Linked DNA regions of Capra hircus: region 1 is linked to region 2. The links are chromatin contacts, called in public Hi-C maps. All regions are on one chromosome and are shown on one strand. Each heading gives the region's core, a stretch centred on a gene start, on an enhancer-like site or on the middle of the called end of the contact. The rest is flanking DNA. Distances are from core to core; before and after follow the strand shown.

Region 1 (5,882 bases), core at 974-3,473, 150 kb after region 2:
GTTCAAATGAATTTTCCTGAGGCTGCATTCTAAGTACATCTGACCCAGAAAGTATTTTTAGTAAGTGTGTTCAATCAATGCTGGTTTATGCCTAGTCTAAATTAGAAATCGGGTGTCACAAATTTAAAGTAACAAAGTTACTAGGGATATTTTAAAAGATATTCAATTAGAAAATCAGGGGAAAACCACAAAGTTTAAACAATTCAATACCCACAGCCTATAATCTAAGCAGGTTCTAGGAAAACAGGCAATAAGAAAGCCACACCTTCATCCATAACTACTTTTGAGGAACCTATGATTTTCTAATTTTAACCTACTCAATAAAACTGCAAAACAGTGATGGCTCCCTGTTTTCAAAATCTCTTGCCAAATGTTTAAAATAGGCTAGCTAAGTCACAAACACTTCCATATACAAAAATAAGGTCATAAGTCTCTTCTTAAAAATCACTCAAGATCATGATATTGTGGGACCATGCACATGTTTCAAAGAAGAGGTGACAAAGATATGTGTGCCATTAAAGAAAGAGAGAGAGAGAGAGACATAAAAATAGCTTCTGTGGTAATTAGAGCATAAATTTATTCTGACAAAAAATGGTGGGATCCACAAAATGATTGTGTTCTACTATGAGTTAGTAAAGAAGCTCTGTAGAGAAAAACTTTTGCTTACAAAAAGCCTTTAAAAAAATATATATATATAGGTTGAATTTCTCAAATTCAAGATTTAACTGATGTACTATCTAGCTCTATTCCATTAAGCACATTTTGGGCTCTGAACAATCGTTTATTTTAAGGCCATCTCCTTCCCCCTTAAAAAAACATTTTTCCCCCCCTCTGGCAACAAAGATTAAGGTTCAAAAATCAGGATAAAAAAATACCCTGGCCTAACAGTCCCACAGTCTTCTTTTTACTCAAACCATACTTTACAAGTCGGATACTTGGGGCGTTTTGATTTTTTTTCTCCATAAACATGGTTAAATTGTAATGTTGCAACTGGGCCCAAGATTTGGTTACATAAACCGAATATTACTCCAATTTCTGATTTTAACAGCAGTTGGTATATTGCAGATACACAGACTGTCCTAGAAAAAGCGCCTGAAAAACCCTACCCATACACATTGTCCTCCGCTGTGGTTCACCGTACAATGCCTCCCAGGCATAAAGTCTCCCATTCTAAGTTTCCCAGAACCATCCGTGCGTATATATGTGCCACTGTAAACTACTCCATGTTAAGGAAACCCTGGGAAGCGCATCCGTACGTCTATTTTGCTACACCTCAACTTTTTCTTTTGGCTCAACTACAGGTTTCTAAACACAAGCATGCAAAGGCAGAATCATAAAAGGCTTAAAACTTCAACGGTAGGACAGTATGCCCAAGTAGCAAGAAGGAAGCTTTCAAAGGAGCCAATTTTTTTTTTAAAAAAGGAATCCTACCACCAATGGAAAACTCTGAAGATTCTAAAACCTCACTTAGAGTTTAGGGGCCGTGGAACATTCCATCTCCGCACCTATTCCATCCCTTCTCCCCTGACTCCCCCAGAACAGAGATTCCAACTAAAACACCAGGAGGCTGAGAGCAGGGGTCCCACGAAGAAAGGGAGTAAGGCAAAAAGCATCCTTCCCCCCTGACTTGAAATCAGTCTCACGCCTTCGGCCGGCCCCACCTGGCGGGCCGCAGGTAGCAGCCTCGCGTGCCACGCCGGGCCGAGAGGCGGCCGGGACCCAGAGCCTCTTACCTTCGTGTCCCAGCCGCGTCCTCCGGGCTGGAGAAGAAAAGCCTGGAGGCCCGGCCGCGCCGCCCCCGGGGCTCCGTCAGCGTCCGCCCAGCAGCCGGCGCCGCAGCGGCCGCGCCACGGCCCCGAGCCGCCGGCACCACCTCATACTGCGGGGCTGCCGCGCGCTCCCGCACCTCCCTGCGGGGATGAGCTAATCCAGCCCCGCAGCGGTGTCGCGGGGGTGGGGGCCCCGGAGCGGGGCCCAGAATCCAGCCCCGGGGACCCCGGAGTCCTGAGGGAACAATGTGGGGCCGCGAGGAGGAGGAGCGGAACGGCGCGGCGAGAGCGAACGGGCGGCAATCCTAAGCAGCGTTTGTGTGTGAGAGTGCAATGGGCGCTCAGTCCCTCCCGCCGCCGCCTCCTCCACCTCTTCCTCCTCCTCCTCCTACTCCGTCTCCTCCTCCCTCAAGCACACCCCGTCTCCCAGGCCACAGCATAGCAACCGAACATGGCGGCTGCGCAGACGCCGCCAGTCAGCCGCCCGGAGCTGCGGCCGCGGCCACGGGAGGCGATCTCGCGAGAGGTGAGGCCAAGCCCCCTCCCCGCCGGCGCGGACTGGAAGCGGCCCCACCAGCCCGAGCGCGGGGGACGCGCAGGTGCGAGGGAGGAGGGACCTAAGCGGGTGGGAGGGGCTACGAGGGGCGGGGCGCTGTGGCTCCGCGGCGATTGGTTACTGAAACTGGGACCCTCCCCCGCTGGACCTAGAGACTCGAGGGACCCCCACAGAGAGGGGAAAAAAAAACCTCAGTTTAAAGTGGAAAACCGGACCTTTTGGTCCCAGGTTGTCCCAACTTCAGTGCTGAAAAAGGATACAGGTTTTAGGGTGCAGATTTGAATGATTTCCTCTCCTAAATATAGACCCTGAAACAAAGAACAAACAACATTCATTTACAGCGTTTGAGTGCCTCTGTGTGCCAGGAGCGATGTGCTGTTAAATATGAGATTAATTCATGCTAACCAAGTGTATGAATCAGTTACCACCAGGCCAGGGTTTTTAGCCAGGTGATTCTAAAATCTTTTTGATGATACAAACTTACTGGCGGTGAGACAAATGCCTGTGGGCTGGATGATAGTGGAAATGACGGCGGGAGGAATTTTTGCGTTCATTTTTGTCAGAGTCCCCTTCTGTCATCAGACTCCTTCTTGCTCTTCCTCGCTCTTAGCTTCAGCACCCCACCAGGGCTGTCCTTCATGAAACATTCTTTCAAAAATCATTTTCCCTCCAACCCGACAAAAGGCCTATTTACTAATCAGGGAGGGTTTTTGCAAGCTAAAACCTTGCAGATCTGTACAGATCTGTGAAATTTGCAGTTTCTAGGGACTCTCACCTGGCTCAGTTTTTCTGTTTTAAAAAGACAACCCATCAGTCCATGTTGTTCTGACTTTCCTTCCCACAGCTTGGTTCCAGCCAGGTTCCTTCCTCCTTCCCAGACAGGTTCTCCGGCTTCTGTGTCTCTGTTCTCTGTGCCTTTATTCATACTGTTCCTTCCACTGAAATGCTCTTCCCTTCACCTCCATCCTGTCTACACTCAGTCATCCTCCAACAATGGATCTTCTACCAAAAGTAAGAATTTCTTCCTCTTTGACATGATACTTATAGGTTTATACCTCCTTTTTTTACAGTGTTCTTTTTATTATAAGATATTTATCCCTGTGCAGGTTTTATCCCCACTATCCATGGGGAGCTACTGGAGTCAAGGATCTTGTCTTGGTCATCTTTGTATCCCTTCTGATGCTGGGTGACAGTGACATTGCCCAGTGTCAAAAAAGTTTGTTGAGAGAACGAAATGCTTAAATCTTTAATCGGTGCGATTTGGAGAAGGTACTTGAGACCAGCTCCAGCTGGTCTTGAGACCAGTACCAGCTCCAAATCTGGTAAATTGCTGTGACTCTGAGTGACACTCACCTGATCTGAATTTGTCTTTGTTGATGTCCTGTAGAGCTTTGTAACTAGTCCTCCAACTAACCTTCATATCTCCAGACCTTCTCCCTCAGCCCATTCTGCCTACCCTCATCCATAAAGCACAGTGACCTTCTATACAAATAGAAATCTTGATTGTAATATAAGTATAACTGGAGTCTCAGGATTGGAGAGGCAAGAGGGGGATGCCCTTTGTTTTGGAAAACTCCACAGGATGAGTCCTTTAGGTAAATGGACTATCTATCTATCTACTATTCTTTAGGAAAACTATGAAGTCACTTTTTAAAAATTGAGTTATAATTCATATACTACAGTGCTTTTTGGTATATTTGCAAAGTTGTACAGCCATCACCTCTACCTAATTCTGGAATATTTTCATCACCCCCAAATGGAATCCCATACCCATTAGCAGTCACTCCTCATTCCCTCCTCCCCTAGCCCCTGACCACTAATCTACTTTCTGCCTCCAGGTATTCACCTACTCTGGGCATTTCATATACATTGAATCATACCATCTGCAAATTATCTATCAAAATGGATAAATGTTTGTTTTTATTTAAATTATAATCTTTATAAAAAGTAATCGATGCCTATTCTGGATAATTTTGATGACCACCTTGTCATCAAATGCTGGCATTTGATTTTGTATTTAGCACCAAGAATTATAACTTGCATTTCTTGAGCTAATCAGAAAAAAAAATAGAATACTCTTTGTAGACACGACAGCCTTCTAACTAGGAGATGGTCAAATGTCCTCATGGCTCAGTTCAGTTCAGTCATTCAGTCGTGTCCGACTCTTTGCGAGCCCATGGACTGCAGCACGCCAAGCCTCTCTGTCCATCATCAATGCCCGGAGTTTACTCAGACTCATGTCCATCAAGTCAGTGATGCTATCCAACCATCTCAATCCTCTGTTGTCCCCTTCTCCTCCCATCTTCAATCTTTCCCAACAGTAGGGTCTTTTCAAATGAGTCAGTTCTTTGTATTAGGTGGCCAAAGTATTGGGAGTTTCAGCTTCAGCATCAGCCCTTCCAATGAATATTCAGGACTGATTTCCTTTAGGATGGACTGGTTGGATCTCCATGCAGTCCAAGGGATTCTCAAGAGCCTTCCCCAACACCACAGTTTAAAAGCATCAATTCTTCACCACTCAGCTTTCTTTATAGTCCAACTCTCACATCCATACATGACTACTGGAAAAACCATAGCTTTGACTAGATGGATCTTTGCTGTAAAACTAATGTCTCTGCTATTCAATATGCTGTCTAGGTTGATCATAACTTCTCTTCCAAGGAGCAAGTATCTTTTAATTTTGTGGCTGCCGTCACCATCTGCAGTGATTTTGGAGCCCAAAAAAGTAAAGTCTCTCACTGTTTCTATTGCTTCCCTGTCTGTTTGCCATGAAGTGATGGGACCAGACGCCATGATCTTAGTTTTCTGAATGTTGAGTTTTAAGCCAGCTTTTTCACTCTCATCAAGAGGCTCTTTAGTTTATCTTTACTTTCTGCCATAAGGGTGGTGTCATCTGCATATCTGAGGTTATTGATATTCCTCATGGTACCCTGTGCAAAAGTTTCACAGAAATTCATGTCTAAAAAAGACAACACCATTGGGGCAGAAGGATAAATTAGGAAGTGGGGATTAACACATACACACTACTATACATATAACAGATAAACAACAAGGTCCTACTGTAAGGCACAAGGAACTATACTCAATACTCTGTAATAACCTATATGGGAAAAGAACCTGAAAAGGATATGCAAATATGTATAACTAACCCAGTTTGCTGTACACCTGAAACTAATACAACATTGTAAATCAACTATACTTCAGTATAAAAATAAAAATTAAAAAAAAAATAGACCCTACCACAGCAGTGAGTTTCAGAATCTCATTACAAAAAAAATATTAATTTCAGCAAAACATCATTTACATTACATACTTAACATTAATTGAATTTTTAACTTTATTAATCAAATGTTCAAAATTGTCATTTTATAGATGTAGAAGGGCTATGAGAATGAGTACTTTACACCTAATCTTATGTTTACACAAAACAAAGAAACATAATCTAAATAATTTAATATTACATTGAGAGTTAGCAAGATTTTTTTTTTCAGTTCAAAGTGGCAGCAAACATTCCTAAATATTGGCAGACAGTGCTGCTGACTGTGACTTTTCCCCTT
Region 2 (6,294 bases), core at 3,029-5,528:
AATCCAAACCTCCCATTTTCATCAGGTTTCATTCTGATTAGAACGAGATTATCATGTGGAATACCACCATTAGGCTTAAAAAGACAAAAATAGATGACTCATCATTCTCATTTATAGGCTACTTACTTTCAGATATACAGGAAGCATGCTTTGTGTATGTTGATATTACCTAAAGTGTATAAAGAATCATAATTCAAATTTCTCTCTTGCCTTACTGCTGTATACTAGACTATAAGTGCCAGAGTAACAGGGCCTTTATTAATTACCTAATTAATTAACCACAGTGTCCCTAGAACCTGGCTCAAAGCTTTGCACAGAGCAAGTATCTGTAAGTTTTACATGAATTCATTATTCCCTCTGCTTTTTAAAAACAGCTTCATTGAGACACAATTCACATACTACACTTCACCCATTCAGAGAGTACAATTCAGTAATTTCTACTACAGTGACAGAATTGTACCAACACCACTACTATTTAACTTTAGAACCTTTTCCTCATCCCCCAGAGAAACCCTGTGTCCATCATCAGTCACTCCCTCTCTGCTTGCCCCCATCCCCCAAGTCTTATTCAACTCATCTATTTTCTCTCCCTCTATATATACATACTTGACTATTCTGAACGTTTCATGTATGTAGAATTACACAATATATGGTCATTTGTAAGAAGCTTCTTTCACTTAATGTTGTATACCTATTCTGTAAGGTAAGTATCTGACTAATTCTTTCTTATCCTTCCAAGACACAGGTCTGAGACGATCATTTCTGGGAAATCTTCCCTTAAATCCACAGCTGAATTAGTTGTATTTATATATTGTGAATTCCCTAAAATCACTTCTAATTACAGAACTCATCGTCCTCAAAGCACTGGTAGCTTCTGACACAGGTGATTACTCTCTCCGTGACCTTCTTCTCATCAGCTAGCTGGCTAGTTCTCTTTCCTACCATTTTGGCTGCATCTTTTCAGTTTCCTTTGCTTTGATCTCCCTCATCTTTATAGCTTGGAGGACTAAAATTTCAGAATCTCTTATTAAGGTAATATGCACACTCTACACTTCCTGCCTCATGCTTTTAAATATTTTGTCTACATGCCATCAACTCTCAACATTATAACTTCAGCTTCAATCCCTCCCTTCAACTCCAGAATCATGTCTCTAAATGGATTCCTAGCAGACATATCACTGTGCCCCTATCGAGCTTCCGATATCCCCCCCACACCTGTTCTACCTGGAACCTTTCACATCCCAGCAAATGGCAACTTCATCCTCCTAGTTGTTTAGGCCCCAAATCTTCTTATTATCCTTGATTCTCTCTCCCTAGTACGCTACAACCAGTCCATCAGCAGACTGTGTCAGCTCTACTCTAAAACTCCCCCAGAACTCAGCCATGGTCTTATTTCTTCCACAGCCATGCTGGTCCAATCACCACTGCTTCATGGGATGACACCTCATAGCCAGTTTCTCTACTGCCACCCTGCTTTTGATTTTTTCTCAACATAAAAGCCAGAGTGAAACCATTCAAACCTAAGTGACAGCACACTGTTTCTCTCCTCAGTTATGTCCATTTGCTTGCAATCTCACTTACAGACTGGACAAAACCTTTACAAGACCAGGCATTTAGGATCTGGCCCTTTCCTGTTCCTTCTGGTTTGCTCATTCTGCTCTGGCCACACTGACCCCCTTGGTGTCCTCTGACAGGATCAGTCACACCCTGTCTTTGCACTGTTGTTCTCTGGGCTTATCTGCTCTCCTGTCAAGTATCCATGTGGTTTATCACCAAACTCATCCCTGGCTCAAACTACATTAAGACTGTAGTACTCCACTCTGGAAATTTCCTAGCCCTTTTCTGCCTTGTCTCTGTAGCATTTATCTAATAGGCTATAAATTTATTTACTTTGTTTACAGCTTGTCTCATCCTTATCCTTAGAATATAAGTTCCTTGCAGGCAGAGTTTTTTAAATTTTATTCTACTATATTCCCAGAGCCCATAACAATGCATGGCACAGAGCAGGTATTCAATAAGTAATTTTTGCTTGAGTGATAAAACAAACTAGACTGTAGGTTATTTAATAGGAGGAATGATGTCTGATTTGTATTTGTATGCCCCAAGTGGAGTCACTCAGTCGTGTCCGACTCTCTGCGAACCCATGGACTATAGCCCACCAGGCTCCTCCATCCATGGAGTTTACTAGGCAAGAGTACTGGAGTGGGTTGCCATTTCCTTCTCCAGGGAACCTTCCCGACCACTACCTACCTTAGTAGGTAAAGAAAGACCTCAGTTAACTATGAACCAATGAATGATACATAGGAATCACCACACAGGTAGCACTAAAGCTGTCATTCATTTTGAGTAAGGATTTTGATCTCTATGATGTGTCTGTGGTGGTACAGTGAGTGTGTGAGAACTTTAAATGGCTGCCTCTGGCTTTTCACTTTTAGAAAGTGCAAGAGGACTATGGGTGAAGAACAAGAGGGTAAGTGAGCAATGGCCAGCAGGGCGTTTGGCATCACCCACACTTGCTGTGGGGCCTCCTCTCCTTGTATCTCACTTTATTCCTTGATATCCCTTTAAGTTTCCTGAAATACACCCGTATTTCTGTCTGTCCTATACTTCTTCATAAACACAATGTATCCTTAAAATTTATTAACAATCTGACCTTTGATTCATCTACTTGAAAAAGCAATGAAAATTCACAAATCAGGAGATTCTAAAAATTTACCATTTTTGTTTGGTACAAAGTACTAAAATATCTCATGGATATATTTTTAAGAACACAGCAATTATATATTCCAAAGACCTGCATTCAATTTCAAAAGGTTGATTAAAATGATAAAGTTGCTGCACTTAATTATATAATAAAATTAATGGTATTTAATAGGCTATTAGCATTTGTTCTGGAAATGTGTTTCGCAAGACTGAAACCAACAAATCTGTCAAAAATTAACTTCTAGAGCAATGAATGTTTTATAAACGATGATAAAAGAAAATTCCACAATTGGGTTATAGGGTGGCACAATTTATGAGTAAACATATGATGAAAAAGATAAAGTACTGTAATATAATTTACAGATAAAACAGGCTAGGGTACGAAAGAAATTTCATTTACAATTAAATGTGAGAATATTTGAAGAAGCTACTTACAGTAGATTTTTCAGGAGATGATGGAACATCGAATGTTTCATTAACATGGTTTTCCAGATCTTGTTGAGAATGTGAGTAATGAATCTGGCTCCAGCTGTTCTTCTTTGATTGTTTGGGTGGTAAAGCTGGAGGCTGCCCATCTCCAGGAGTCTCTTGTGATCTAGTTAGGAAAAGAAGGGGAAAAAATTAAGTATTTTGGAAGCTGTCTTATATAATTATTTTAAAAGCTAGGGTCAAGCAACTCACATATTTACTATGTCTAGTAGGAGACAAGCTTTAAATACCATATTTATTTGCAAGTGCACTGTTTAATGAAAACTTTCTTAACTTTGAAATTTAAAGTAATATATCTAATTTCTTAATTTATCAAATCTGTAAACAATTCTACAGACTGTTTATGTAATAAATAATAAAATATACTTTAAGGATACCCCTATGAAGAGATTTATCGATTTACCATAACAATGTATATATATTTCCAAAAACCCCTTTCTAAGGTCTTCATTGGAGTTCTATGGGCAGGCAGAGAGATGAGAACTGAGAGCCACGCTGTGCACAGATACCAAGCTAAAACACATATACTCGGTGCCACCTTAGAAATCAAGGGATTGTCCATTTTATTTGGAAATAAAATGCAATTTATGGAAGTGATGAACACAATGGGTAAGAGTGCTGAGTTCACTGAGGAGACAAAACTGGAGAAGACAGTGTGGGAAAACCTGATTTTAGGTGAGGACGCAAAAACCCAATTAACATTAGAAAGCAGACACCTGAGGCAGAAGCAGCAGGAGCAGATGAGCTGAGTCTGACAGGGGAAACCTCAAGGTTAAAAATGTACCTTTTAGGAAGGAGCACAGTGTATGCAGTAAAAGGTGAGTTTTTCACAAAGGCCAGAAGGGGGAACCAGTGGTTCAACTTGGACCCCAGAAAGCCTGTGTCCATAGAAGTCCTGGACTTGAAGGGACCCGGAAGGGGAAAACTGACCATCAGTGGGGTTTTTATTTATCTCAGAGGTAGCAGAAGATCCTTTGGGAAAATAAAAGAATTTTTATCCCACTGCCTAAGGACAGGTGAGAGAGTTGACAGCTGCTGTCTCAACCTCATGGCTGCTGCTGTGGTAATTAGGACAGATGCTAAAGGCACATCTACAGGCCTGCAAGAAGCAGAACTGTACCCTTCAGTCCTCCCTGGCTCACATTAGGACTGGCTATATGATGTGCTCTGGCCAATGAAATATGAGTAGTCTCTTCTGAAGGGAATATTTGTGTTTGTGTTTCTCTCTTCCCTCAGGCAGGAAACCAGCCATGTCCCAACAGGGGCTGCTATCAGTCTGAGCCTTAAATGACCATGACAGAGCAGAGCCACAGGTGATCTGTGAGTATACGGAATGTAAGGAAGAAAGAACCCTTGTTGTATGTTACTGTAAGTGGGGAGAATCTGCTACCATGGCATAATTTGGCCTAAGATAACTGACACAGAGGTTACTGCCAGAGTGGCTCTTGGAGACATGCTGCTCTTGGTAGAGAAGCTATGAACTTACTGAGAGACTTGCTGCTAGACACCTGGTAGATATGGTAGTGATACTAAAATCTGCTTAGTGCCAAGGTAGTCAGCCAGGATTAACACTGAATGATCTAACTTCTCCTAAGAGAAAATATAGCTCTTCTAATCTAGTATAAATTATACTCGCTAAATACACAATAACAACCACTCAGCAGTCTACATGGAAGACTTCAGGGCTCAAAATGCTCTAAATTCTGGTAAGTCTATAAAGACCGCATCAGACAGCATATCTCCCCATTTCAGCAAAAGCTTCTCTGAGGTCTATCTTGATGGCTAGAGACTCCAGGTCCCAGATATACTAGTTTTTATTCTGCTAATTTCAACTGCCAAGAACTCAAGCCTCTAAGATCCAATACATTCAAGGGCTGGTGGTCCAAGAAAACGTCCTCACAGATTACAGTAGAGATGTGTGCTTCCACCATGGCCTGCTGTAGGGGATTAGGACAGGTAACTGTAGGCAACCCTTGGCAGAGCCTCAGATATGAAATTTCTAAAAGGCAGTTGATTAAAATACTCCAACACCTCACGAAAACCAGAAGTCATTGGACTTCACATGGACTAATCAATAGGTCTCATCTCTTCTTTAAGACTAAGTATAACCATGAGGGGAAGGTGAAGAGAAGCTTTTTTTTAGTTTTGCGTATGGCTGTCACACCTGGGAAGCATTTCATATTAAAACTAAAGGTCTTGGCAAGACTATAGGGTTAAGATCAGGTGGGAATGGAGTCAGAGCAACTATCTTTATCCTTGGTTCAGCTGTCTAAACATAGTGCCAAGACAAACAACAGGGACAAATGTAAGCCTGATAGGCAGCACGGTGTCCAAGTGAGCCATGCCTGGTGGGCAGGGGCATCATGGTGGCAGCACTCAGTTACAAGAGGGGACAGCGCTGACACACTGACAACATGGGACATTCTGCTCATTGCTGAATCCGCACTTCCGGGGTTAGAGACTAGGGGTATACAGTCCAAAAAACTATAGATGTGATTTTTATTATGTGCTTTTGATTAGCACCTAGAGAAGGAAATGGCAACCCACTCCAGTCTTCTTGCCTGGAGAATTCCATGAACAGAGGAGCCGGGCAGGCTACAGTCCATTGGGTTGCGAACAGTCATACACGACTAAACAACTAACACTCATTTTGATTAGAAATCATTGTCCAAGAACAGTGGCTGCAAATTCATGGCTTCTGGGCCAACTTTAGCTACAGACATTTGGCCTGTTCACTGTAAAACTGTGAGTTGACTACATTTAAAAAATTATATATCTGGATTTCCAGAATTAAAAACTTGGAAGCTCTGGAAAAAATGGACTAGCATTACAAGTTGTTAACAACTGAACAAAGCCAAGTGATAGCTGCTGCTTTTGGGTGACCATGGGCATTCCAGTCCACGTGAATCCCACCCACACTCTGGTAGGTGTCTGACTATACCTTCTCCTTTACTTATTCAGAGTCTGCAGGAAGACACAGGAAGGAAGAGAGTTTAAGTATACTGGCCTGAGTCGGGATTTGAGTCGAACTCTAAAGAAAAGGTAAGGAGAATACAGTGCAGGCTGGAAGGACTAGGCAAGATCTCAGAGAGGAAAAGACAA

Evidence for each region. A called contact is a pair of places that touch in the nucleus more often than the background predicts.
Region 1: a contact with region 2 is called in a Hi-C map of blood, with 2.6 times the contacts expected there. The contact joins the promoter of PTPN4 here to the enhancer-like site in region 2. A contact is called at or near these places in 2 of 5 Hi-C or Micro-C datasets (both in blood).

The regions. Positions count from the first base shown.
Region 1 is chr2:64,596,627-64,602,508 of ARS1.2, forward strand. It overlaps PTPN4 (tyrosine-protein phosphatase non-receptor type 4), which reads right to left and starts at 2,224. Exons shown (of 28, transcript XM_018061760.1): 1 at 1,734-2,224.
Region 2 is chr2:64,439,708-64,446,001 of ARS1.2, forward strand. It overlaps PTPN4 (tyrosine-protein phosphatase non-receptor type 4), which reads right to left. Exons shown (of 28, transcript XM_018061760.1): 16 at 3,139-3,298; 17 at 1-74. Among named protein-coding and RNA genes, the nearest start is that of EPB41L5, 56 kb to the left of the region's middle. Within about 2 kb of position 4,279, at least 1 of the 5 cell types and tissues checked has an H3K27ac peak or open chromatin away from gene starts, as enhancers often do.